2 separate regions of the Sus scrofa genome follow, and region 1 is linked to region 2. The links are chromatin contacts, called in public HiChIP or PLAC-seq maps. All regions are on one chromosome and are shown on one strand. Each heading gives the region's core, a stretch centred on a gene start, on an enhancer-like site or on the middle of the called end of the contact. The rest is flanking DNA. Distances are from core to core; before and after follow the strand shown.

Region 1 (5,578 bases), core at 2,537-5,036, 110 kb before region 2:
TTAATACTCCAGATCAGTGCTTTTCAAAACAACTGTAGATTTGGTTCATATGACCTATTTTTAGATAATAGAATTCATGTTTAATTTTAAAGACTTGGAGTTGCATACAATTACTATAAGGATCCCACAATTCTGACTTACCTTGAAAGACTTGCTATCAGAGGAGTAATCTTGTTTCTGTTGTATTAGTAATTGTATGCCTGCTTTGCCTCTTTGCTAATATTTTTGAAGACTGACTTAATGCTTTTTTTTTTTTTTTTTTTTTTTTGACTAGGTTCCAATATCATTTGTGGATCGTGTTTATGGTGAATCCAAGTTGGGAGGAAATGAAATAGTCTCTTTCTTGAAAGGATTATTGACTCTTTTTGCTACTACATAAAAGAAAGTTACTCATTTATACTTAATCATGTTCATTTCGGTTTAAACCTAAAAGAAGGCCGGTTGCTGAATTTTATAAAATGTACTCTTAGAGCATAAATCATAAGGTAAGGTAAATTTCGTGCAAGTCTTTTTTTCCAGAGAAACTCCATTTTATATGGCAAATTAGAAAAATGAGCAGTGTTCTCAATTTTCTTTTACATTTTGCTGTATCGAGGCCTGTAAATAAATGTATATGGGATGTTTGCATAAAATATTACTGCTTTCATTAGAGTTTGCAAATGTAGAATTTGTTACATGGGCACGATTTTGAAGTACCCTTATAAAAACTGGATTCGTACCTAATAGGGGTCAGAAGTAAGAGGAGTTCTAGTTATATTCATGAAATATATATGGCTCTTTCTGTATGAATTGAAAAAAAAATATACACCTTAGCCCTTTCTCTAAAAGTGTATCTCAAATTTCTTAAACCAGATAATACATTTTGAGCACAGTTTTAGAATTTGGTTCTTCGCAGTTGTTGATGAAGCATTTCATCTGTCAGAGCAAGTCTATTTCAAATACATATTGTGAATTAGAAACAACTTGACAGCAGTTGCTTGCAGAACTGTTTTTTTCTCTTTTGAGCAGTAACTTTTCTCAGTAAGGAAAAATATTGATGACATTAAGGCATAAATTAGCTGCTGTGGTCATTTTTAAACATCTTAACTATATTCTTTTTCTCAGAGTATTTGTGTTCATATTCTTTCAGGACCATTAACAAAGCATACATCATTAGTAATGTGGCAAAAATTCCCTATAGCTCTTCTGTTTATTCAGAAAACTGTTCTGCCAGTTAAAATGCAGGTTATGTTCTTCAGTAAAGCCAGCACAAATACTCCATTTACTTAGCTTCTACAGATATTGCCCCAAAGAGCTATTTTCAGCTATAACATAGCTTTTAGATCATGCAGTATTTTTTTTACAATTCTGAGTAAGATACATTCAGCAAATACAAGTTGACTCTCCTTTGCAAGTAAAAGGAAGGGGTGTGTCTGTGTGATTTAATAAGCATATTTAGTGAACAGTATTCCTAATTACTACATTTTCCTGGCCTAATTTGGCTGCTAAAGAAATTTAAAGACTGGTTTTTCCACATGCATTTCTAACAGATCCTACCAGAAATGAATACCAGAGCTTAAAACCTTTGTTGTCAGTTTAAACATTACCTGTCCCCATAGTCGAATCAATAGGACACATTCCAATAAGGGCCTCAACTGTTTCCCTTTTATGCAGAGCTGAACTGCTGGCCCATCACCACCCTCCTTCCTTGGAGAAGTGACTTGTCTCATCATTAATAACAACTAGAAAATTCATCACCACTGATGTAAAATTAGTTTTAAGGTTACATAATACAAATATAATACTTTTTTGGGGAGTGTTTAGATTCTGTTCTTTTTTATCTAAACTCAAAGTTAGGTTTTCGTTAACTATGTGAAGCAGAGCTTAAATTACCTCAGAGAACCCACTATATGGTATTGCCTTCTAGAGAAAGTAGCTTTTACCTTTTTAGTCTTTTTTGTTCTTATTCCTACAGTCATTCGACTTACTGTTGGAATTTACACTAAAGTATTTGAGCAGTGAAAACTTGCACCATTTGGAAGTTATTTAGAAAAGAATTTGGACTGTTTAGATGCATTTTTGTAGTAAATGGTGATTTAAACACTATAAAATCTTTTTAAATATTTACATGTGAATCCAGCATCCCTTTTTACTTTGTAAATGGGGCCAGGGACAAAATCCAGATGTTCTCCCATTGTATTATCGCAGTATGAAATCTAAGTAATATAATATCTAAGGAAAACTAAACAAAAAATTATTTTACATTTTTTATATTTCTTCTTGCCTGTCTTCTACAACATGTAATTAGATCTTTCTTCTTTGTTTCTGTAAATCGAATAGTTTGCCGCCGCCCCCCAACAACTTTTTCTACCTATGTTCTCTTGAAATACTGATTTGGCTTTTTTTTTTTTTTTTTTAATACTCAACAGCAGATGGAAGTTCCAGAGCCAGGGATCAGACCCACGCCACAGCTGCAGCAATGCCAGATCCTTAACCCGATGTACCACAAAGTAACTTCTTGATTTGGCTTTTAAAGATATATTTTATCACAATTCCAGAAATTAATGGAATGCTGTGTTGGATGAAACAGCTTGTTAAATCTTCTGACTGAAGCCTTAGACATATTGGGCTATATGTAACCACCATTTGTACTATTTGCAATTAAATCAGAGTCTTCTGGGATGAAACTTTTCACTTGAAATTTATTGAAACACCAAAGGATAAGTGTATTTACAGAGCACATCTTAACGGGTTTGGTTAAATCCTTCACAGTTGACATTTATTACTTTTCAGTATGTTTAGTAAATGATAGACACTCAGATGCACTCAACTATAAAAAGTGGGTTCAAGAATGTTGAAAAGATAATGTGTTGGTTGGGGTTGACCTAAATTTACCGAAGCCCATGTTATGCTGTCCAGATTGTGTGAGCACCAGAACTGACTGTCTTTGGGACTACAGTCTAAATGTGATTTTAAGGATCTTGCGGAGACCCATGGGCAACATTTCTCATCCTTTAGCTTCACTAGTCCAGTGGCCTCAAAACGATAGGGATCTCACTTGTTTTCTTCAGGCCAAAGATAAGAGCCCATCACTGACTTGGAAGGAAGTCCAGCCCCAGGGCAACAGCTGGCCTTCTGTAAAACGCAGGCCTGTCCATCCAGTAGCCCACCCTACCAGGAAGGGGTCAAGCATCCATGGGGTTGTGTCTCATCTCAAGGTGATGTGTGAAGCACGAGGCCCTCACACCTCATTTAAGGCAGGAGGCGTCCCTGCCCTTCCCCACTGTTGCCCAGCCCCTGAGAGCGCGGGCTTCCCAGCACGTGGAGCCTCGGGGCCGCCCGCACGCCCCCTCCCGCCTGATGTAGTCCAGGCCCAGCTGGGCCCGCGCAGGGATCTCCAGCACGGCCACCTGACTGAGTGCAGGGCGTGCTGCGGCCCGCTGCTGGTGCCTCCGCCGCCAGCGCTGTGGCCAGAGGAAGGCGCCCGCCTTGCACACGGGCCATGGAAGCGCACTGCGGCCATTATCCGCGGCGCCTCCTAGTGGGTCAATGGCAAATCCTCTTGGTTCTCGCGAGAGCTCCCCCTCAGTGGGGATTATATAATTTCCCTTAGGCGGGGATGGGGGTGCTGATGCCACCCTCCTTCAGAAAAAGTTAGGTGCAAGCACAGGTGAGAGTAAGAGTTGTCTCTGGGGGACATGGGGGTAGGGGTACTGTCCCCCACTGCCCCCCCCCACTTAGCTGGACAATGAGTCCTCTTATGCTAATGAGTTCTTACGTCACTTCCGCTCTTTCTCGGCCGCCATTTTGGCTAGGGCAGGTTCGGGGACTCGCTCCGAGGCGCTTGTATTGTCTGCCGAGGGGAGACGCGGGATCAGCCCCCTCCCCCGCTCGTTGCCTCCGCCGCCTCCGTCGGCCCGGTCTCCCCTCCGCCGCCCGCCGGGATCCATGAACTGAACTCCCGCCCCCCGGCCGCCGCCATCTTGTGCCCCCTCCCCCTCCCGCGGGCAGCGCTAAGGGGGATTTTGGCGTCTCCTCAGACACAGCTCCCTCTCTCGGTCCCCGCTGCTGAGGAGCGAGAGGAGCGCGGCCGCCGCCGCCACCCGCCTGCCCGCGCCGGTGAAGCCGCCTCTCCCACACCCTCCGTCTCCTCCCTCCGCCCCTCCTTTGTCTGCACCGCTCGACGACGCCGCCGCCGCCGCCGCCCGCGCGGGGACTGGAGGGAGCCGCTCGCGCCGCCGCCGCCGCCCGCCGCTCTGCTGCGCCCGCCGCGCCCCCCGGCAGCAGCCGCGGCCGCGGCGCGAGCCGGAGCCCGCCGAGCCGGAGCGCGACGAGGCCCCGGGCGCGCCCTCGCCGCCGCCAGCGCCGTGCCGCCGCCATCCGCCCGCCGCCGCCGCCCGGCCCCGGAGCACGCCGGCCCCGCGCGCGCCTCGAGGCCGAGTCAAGGTAAGCCCGGCGCCGACCCGCGCGGCCCGGCCCTGCTCCCGACCCTTCGCCCGCGCGGCTCCCGCCGCCGGCCCCGCGGGCGCATTGTTGTTTAGACTGCCAGTTCTCTGGCCGCACACGCTCTTTTGCACACTCCGGTGCTCAAGGAGCGGCCGCCCCGGCGCGGACCGCTACTCGGGCTCTGCCCCGGGGTCCGGGCGCCTCCTCCTGCAGCCCGACCCCCCTCCCCCGCCCCGTGAGTCCGCGAAGGCCAGCAGCCTGCCCAGCCACCGGAGCTTTTGCAGCTAGTGGCATCTCCCTCCACCCCGCCCCCAGCAAGAACCGAGCTTCTCCCATCCTTGGAACTAATCCTTTTCTCCCCCCTCCCCCCCCCCGCAAACGAGCACCCCACGCATACCCCCAGTGCCTGGGACGAGCCTTCTGCCAGGTCTACCCACCTTTAGTGGGGGGGGAGCGGGGGGGCGGGGAGCATGCATGGCAGGGAGTGAAAGTCTTTGCTTCCCCTGTGCAATCTTCCCTCCCTAACGTGCCAGCTCCCCTCCTATCCTGACCACGGAGCCCTCCGCCACCCCGTTTTCTCAACTGCAGCTGCCTGGTCAGCACAACCTCTTGCGAGCATTCTGAGCCCCAACTTTGCAATAAGATGGTAAAAAATGGAAATCCGGAAAGCTGCGAAAGATTTTTTTTTTTTCAGTGCAATGAATGGGGAGTAGTTCTTTGAGCACCCTTTTATTCACCTCTTTCCTCTGGGCTGCCTGCCTGCCTTCCCCTCCCCCCCAACCTGGATGCCTGTCTGCTTGGAAAAGGCGCGATTGCTTCTCTTCCTCTTCTGCCCAAGACCAAGCGCTAAGGTCTCACATTCTTTTTAGCCACACACGTACCCACACTCATACCCACACTAAGTCTTCTTGATGTTCTTGCATTTCCCAATTCCTCTGGACAGTTCTTGCCCTAACCCCATTTCTCAGACAAAGGCTTAGGAGGGGAAAAACCAAACTGTTTCCTGTGTTTGCCATTTTAATGCTGTCCATCCCCACACACCCAGTTCCTTTCCCTGATGCTTCTTATGCCAGTGTCTTGAACCTTCAAAATGGGGGGGGGAGTCTTCTAGCTTGATACAGTTTCTTTATAAATCTGCATTGTTGCTTCTGGT
Region 2 (6,155 bases), core at 310-2,809:
TTGGACAGCTCTTACAGATACATTCTGACATGGAAATATGTCCACACTATTCTCAAAATTGGGATATAATTCACATACCATAAAATTGACTCTTTTAAAGTGTGTAATCCTGTGGTTTTCAGTGTATTCAATCTTGTGCGATCATTATTAGCACAATTCCAGAACATTTTCATCACCCATAAAAGCCCTACACCTTTCCGTTAAGTCACTCCCCATCTGTCCATGCTATTTTGTTTTGTTTTAGGGCCGCACCTGCAGCATATGGAAGATCTGGGGCCAGGGATCTAATCAGAGCTGCAGCTGTGGCAACTCAGGATCCTTAACCCACTGAATGGGGCCAGGGATCAAACCCTCGGAACCTGAGTCCTCAGAGAGAAGATCTGGTCCTTAACCCGCTGCGCCACAAGAGGAACTCCTGTCCATACTATTTTGAACAAAGAGAAATCAGTTACAGAACAGTATTTTAGTATCAAGTGGATTTTTTGGTAAAAACTATATACAATTATTAGTATATACACATAGCTACATTTGTCAATGCATTGTTACTACGTTTGGAATGAGGTACACCAAACTGTGAATGATGGTTGTCCCTGGGAACTAGAATTGGGGTGAGAGAGCAAAAAGAGAGGGTTCTTATCCCTTTATGTTAAATACTTCTCTACTGCTTCTGAGATTTAAAAGGAGAATGGGTTGAATTTCTGGCCTAATTAACTCCTGGTAAATAAGCTGTTCACGGCACTGTCAACAGACTAGCTTCAGCTGGAAGATAAAGAGTCTAGTTTTAGGTCTACTTTTTATTCTGTGCTTTTAAAATAGAAAGTAGAGCCAGAGACCATGTATTTTCCCTCCTAGCGACAGAAGCGGACCGAGGCCGGGTGTTCCCCCACACAGCCGCAGCCCGCCCGCCTCCTCCTGGCATCTGGCAAGCAGCTCAGAACCGAGCAGGCCGAGCGCCCGGGCAGGGGCAGGACCGGGGTGGGGCGGGGGGGGGGGTGTCAGCCTGCCCCCCGCCCCCCGCGCGCGTCCCCGAGGCCCAGGCTGGCAAAGGGCAGCAGCTCCGAGCGCGCTTCGGTCGGGCGGGAAGAGAGTCTGGGCCCCTGGGCCGTGTGGGCTGGAGAAGGGAGCAGGCGCGACCTGACGCGCATCTCTGGGTGACGCTAGGCAGCCACCCCTCCGCCCAAGAGGGGCCTCTCGGGCCGCCAGAGCCAGTCTGCAGCCCCAGCGCCTGGTACAAAAGGATGTTGCGAGAAGCCGTGGGTCCGGGTCCAGAGCGCTAGGGATCCCCATCCGTCCACTCTCCCCCGAGACACGCGGGCCCAGCATCCCCCGACCTCGTCTTCCCCACTTCCAACCGTGTCCCCTACCTCAGCCCCGGGCTCGGGGGTCAGGAAGAGAGCGAGCTCGTGCGCCCCGCTGCGCACCGGCTCCGGCCGGTCCGCGTCCAAGAGTAGCATCAGGAGCTCGGCAGGGTCCAGCTGGCGGAGGCTGTCGGAAAACACGCCGCAGCGTCCCGTCCCCAGAGCCCCGCCCCCGGCCGACTGCATGCCCCGTGGCCCGCCTGGCGGAGGCGGGGCAGGTGCGTATCCCGTGGCCGCGGCCCACGCCTCCCGGAGCGCCGGGCCGAGTGCGCAGCGCCACCCAGTGGCGCGCCATGCTCGCTGCGCCCGGCCCGCGCACCACCTGGTAAACCAGCGATTCTCAAACGTGCTTTCAAATTGCAATCACCTGGAGCTCTTTTAAAACTTCCGCAGTCCAGGCCAGATAGTCTCTGGGGTTGGAACCTGGGCATCGGTAGCTGGTCAGGTGATTGTAACATACAGCCGAGTTTGAGAACCATCGATATAGACTACCCCTTTTCATTTGACTCTGGTGGTACAGCGGTTCCCAGCTCCCACAACACTTGAGAATGCCCTGGGGAGCTTCTAAAAGCCCGGAAGCCAGGCCTTACACCAGGCCCATTCAGCCGGAATCTCTAAGGGGTGGGGCTTGGGCATCAGTAGTTTGTAAAGCACTCCGGGTGGTTCCAGCGCGCATCCAGAATAGAGAACTGCTCTCTCAGACTCGCCTTTCATTTAAAGACCATTCCGCCCCCCCATCAACCCCGCCCACAGGCCTGCACGAGGACAGCATCTTTGCGTCAGGACAGTCCTGGAAGTTAGGGAAGCCGGGTAGCGCGAGCCTCTTCCTCCCAGGGTCGGCTTTGAAAATAAGCTTCCCAAGGGAATTCTTAAAGGCACTGCATTTGACACCTCCCCTCCCCCATTCAACACACATCCCTAGGAGGTTAATCTAGACCCCTTAGAGGCTTAAGAGGGTGGGGGTGGGGGGGTCCAAAAGAGTGCTAGCGAGGAAGAGTTCTGAAAAAGGTAATGAGGTATAGGGAATTCTAGCTTTCTCATTTTTCCTATGATAATTTTCTTTTAACATGTTAAATTCGTTTTTAAAAATCAGGCTGGGCTTAAGGTTGCAAATGAATATACAAGGCTCCCCTCCCGCCTGCCTTGTTAAATCTGAGTTTATATTTTATCTGACAACCGTAGGTAGCGGGCGTGAGCACACGCTAGAACCGTCTTGGGGATGACCCATCACCTGTGGTCCCCCTTCCACAGCTGCCCACGGCTAATGTCTGGACATCTCCGCCCAAACATTCAGGTCTTCAGGCCAGAGTAATTTTCAGGAAAATTCTTGGCACGGACGTGGGCTTCGGGTGCTTAGGAGAAGGGTTAGCTAGGAACTCACTGAACCTGGGACTGGCCATTCATTGCTGTCCTGATACATCTGATGCCCAGAGCAAGTCACACACCTAGGAACACACACCTAGGAACCCCCCTCTGACCCCTCCCTGCTGCTGGCTGGCTGGGGCCCTCCCTCAGAAAAGCCCAGAACTGGCCTCAGATTAGCCAATCAGGCCCCAGCTCCACAAACTTCCCTGTGATGGAAGAATCTCAAAAACATAATGCTAAGGAAAGTAAAAAAAAGACAAGTCGCAGAAGGCTCTGTAGGGCACGCTGCCATTAACATAAAGTTTTAAAAACATGCGAAACCGCACTATATATTGTTTATGGATACAGACATATGGAGTAAAAGTCTAAAGCTGTGCACGGCGGTGACACACACATTCGGGAAAGGGGTTACTTGGGGGTGGGGGAGAGGACGTGGGGGGGGGGAAGAGGGGTTTCGATTCTATTTGTAATGGTTCATTTCTTCTCCCGAGGCTCCTTGCAGAATTTGAACTTTTCAAATGCTTAACATGACTGCCTGGGAGAAAACAAACAAACAAAACCCCAGAAACTCCTAGGGTATTAGCTAAAAGTGCCGCTTCCCCAGGGCCCAGGCCCCAGGCCCCTGAAGACAGGCTGCTTGGGGAAGGGGTCTGCACGCTTTGCACGCGTCTCGGGGAAGCAGGCCCCCCCCCCCCCCCCCCCCCCCCGCCAAGTGGGCCAGCCAGCGGTCATTTCGTTTTTAGTCTTTTTTCCTAAACGTAATGATGCCTTAGAAAGATTTAGCTTAAAATTCAGCTGCTGGGAGCCCCACCCCAACTTTCAGAATCGGGGTCTTTGGGGAGAGGGGCAGCTGGCCAGGGGCATCTTTAAAAGCTCTGCAGTGGGTTCTGATGCTGCGCATCGCAGGCCGAGGGTAATCCGCGTCCAGCTTCTTCCCGCCGGCTTCTGCCAGGGACCCCCGGGGGGAGGCCAAATTCATGCTTTTCAACAAAGAAGACTGAAATTTAAAAAAAACCTCCCTGGCCTCTCAGAGGCGCTTGGGGTGACCCTGGGGCAGGCGGCGGGCCGGAGGCCTGGAATGCAGCCCGCCTGGGCCGCACCCTGCCCAAACCAGTTTGAACCAGCTGCGGGGATGGAGTCGTGGCGCGTCCCCACGAGCTCCCTCTGGCGCCCAAGCCCGGCTCCGAGCTGCTGCTCCGGCCTCCGGCTCAGGAGTCCCCTGCGGGGGCAGGCGGCCAGCTGGCTCCCTCCCAGCCTGGGGTGGGGCCATCGGGCTGCCTGGCCCTGAAGACCCCCGGGAGCCGGGGGAGCCCCGGGCTGGGCTCCCCGGGGCCACACAGCCTTCCACCCCCATCCCATCTGGCTTCACCTCCAGCTACAAAATGGTTGCCGGTTAGCATCTGCTCAAGGTCACCTCTGCAGGCTCGGGCCTCAGGCACACAAAGGTTCCAGATAGGCAGTGGTTCCCAAGCTCAGCTGCACCCTGGAAACTTCCAGAATATACTGAGGCCCAGCAGCTCCCCAGAAGCTGTGATTTAATTAGCGGGGGCTGTGGCCTCGGTTGGAGAGGGTTAAAGAATCCCCCAGGTTCTCTAATCCCTGTAGCTCCAATGCTTGCTTAACTCTGCCGGCTTGTGACCTGCAGCAGAATCATGAAGCCACTGTTTCTAAAGGTCCTTGCAAATGTGTCCTAAAAGCTTCCTGTGTGTGGGACATTAGCTACCCTCCAGTCTCCACCAAACCCCGGCAGGCAGGGAGGCTCTGCTAAGGCCCGTTTTAGAGACAAAGGAACTGAGACCTTGAGAAGTTAAGTCACTCGCCAGGGTTTGTCATTAGTAAGTGGAAGGGTCAGGATTTGAACTTGGACAGTCCGATCCCAGAACCCACGTCCTAACTGGCTACTCACACCATACTGCCTCCTTCGTGATGACTCTCCTTTGGTCCTGTGGCTGCCTCCCCAGCCAAACCTGGCCTGTGGGGAAGCTGGCAGCTGCCCTGCCCGGGGCTGCTGGCCCTGCTCACTGCCCGCCCTAAGCTCCCTGTAGCCACCTCTCTTCCTGTGCCTAATTCCCCCGTGCCCGCCAAGTCAGGTCAGACACCTGCTCCCAGCCCTCCCTTGCCAGTCTTTTACTCCTTTTCTCTTTGAATCATAAGATGCAAATGGGGGCCCACAGAGCAGGGCCAGGACCTGGAGAAGGCGAGAGAGGCACTTGGGGTACAGACTGTTAAGAGGCCTCAGGGTCAGGGTCAGCCCCAGGGCAGTGAGGGGCTCCTTCTGTTTTGCGCCCTGGGCATAGCCCCTGCCTCACCAGAGTCCTGGCCTCGCCCCTCGGGAGTCTGCTGCAATAGCTGGCGACTGTGGTCCCCCATATTCATGCGCTGAAATCCTGACCCCCCCAGGCGATAGTCGGAAGAGTGGGGGCCCTTTGGGAGGCGACTAGAGCAGGAGGGTGGAGCCCTTGTGGGTGGGATTATTGTCTTTATAGATGTGACCCAAGAAGACCAGCCTGCTGGTGTTCCTGTGGTGGCTCGGTGGGTTAAGAACCCAATGGAGTGTCCATGAGGATGGGGGTTCGATCCCTGGCCTCACTCTGTGGGTTAAGGATCTGTTCCCAGGCCCAAACTAAGACACTAGCAGGTGTATTAGGTCTGGACGACATCGTGTTTAAACATGTGTTTCTTCCAACACGACGCCTTTTACAGTTCACACAGGCATTCAGACTGCGGCTTCTCTCTCTCTCTCAAAAAAAAAAAAAAAAAAAAAAAAAAAAAAAAGGAACTGTCAGGAAACCGTGGGCCTCCGCTGTGGCATCGCAGTTCAGGAGCTGCCCCAGTTTGCATGGTCTTCCTCACCTGCCTGTCTCTCGCTGACCTCTTGGCCCCTGAAAGTGTCTGGGTTCCGCCTCTGGGATCCCCCGACCAAGCTGCAAGTGCTGCCAAGCTCCACAGTGATGTCAAGCATTCCCGCCTGGGACCCCCGCTGCCCCTGGGCCGCCTGCCCTGCCCTCCACGTGGTCCTCAGGGTCTCTCCCTTCAGTGGCCCTCTTCCTCATCTCCAAACAGGTGCACCCTTCAAACTTACCGCCTCATACCCATCCTCCTTCTGCTAAGACGTACGGCCGCCACCAGGCAGGAGTTCCTGGGGGACAGAGCACACACATCTTTGCACAAAGAACTCAGTTCCCAGAGTTCCTGTTGTGGCTCCGTAGTAACAAACCCGAGTAGTATCCGTGAGTGAGGAAGCAGATTTGATCCCTGGCCTCGCTTGGCGGGTTAAGGATCTGGCGTTGCTGCAAGCTGCCACATAGGTCACAGATGTGCCTCGGATCTGGTGTTGCTGTGGCTCCGATTTGACCCCTAGCCCAGGAACTTTCATATGCTTCGAGCGCAGCCTTTAAAAAAAAAAAAAAAAGTCAGTTCTCAATCAAAACA

Evidence for each region. HiChIP or PLAC-seq counts read pairs in DNA pulled down with a chosen protein or histone mark.
Region 1: an H3K27ac HiChIP or PLAC-seq map of skeletal muscle shows a contact between it and region 2. The contact joins the promoter of ADNP here to the promoter of BCAS4 in region 2. A contact is called at or near these places in 2 of 5 promoter capture datasets (fetal skeletal muscle and liver), 17 of 47 Hi-C or Micro-C datasets (alveolar macrophages, blood, brain and 11 more) and 2 of 2 datasets of contacts at active chromatin or transcription factors (alveolar macrophages and skeletal muscle).

The regions. Positions count from the first base shown.
Region 1 is chr17:52,348,940-52,354,517 of Sscrofa11.1, reverse strand. ADNP (activity dependent neuroprotector homeobox) reads left to right here and starts at 3,786. Exons shown (of 4, transcript NM_001123071.1): 1 at 3,786-4,425. It overlaps DPM1 (dolichyl-phosphate mannosyltransferase subunit 1, catalytic), which reads left to right. Exons shown (of 9, transcript NM_001101820.1): 9 at 275-379. The coding sequence ends at 379.
Region 2 is chr17:52,234,803-52,240,957 of Sscrofa11.1, reverse strand. It overlaps BCAS4 (breast carcinoma amplified sequence 4), which reads right to left and starts at 1,559. Exons shown (of 5, transcript NM_001123082.1): 1 at 1,365-1,559. The coding sequence starts at 1,544.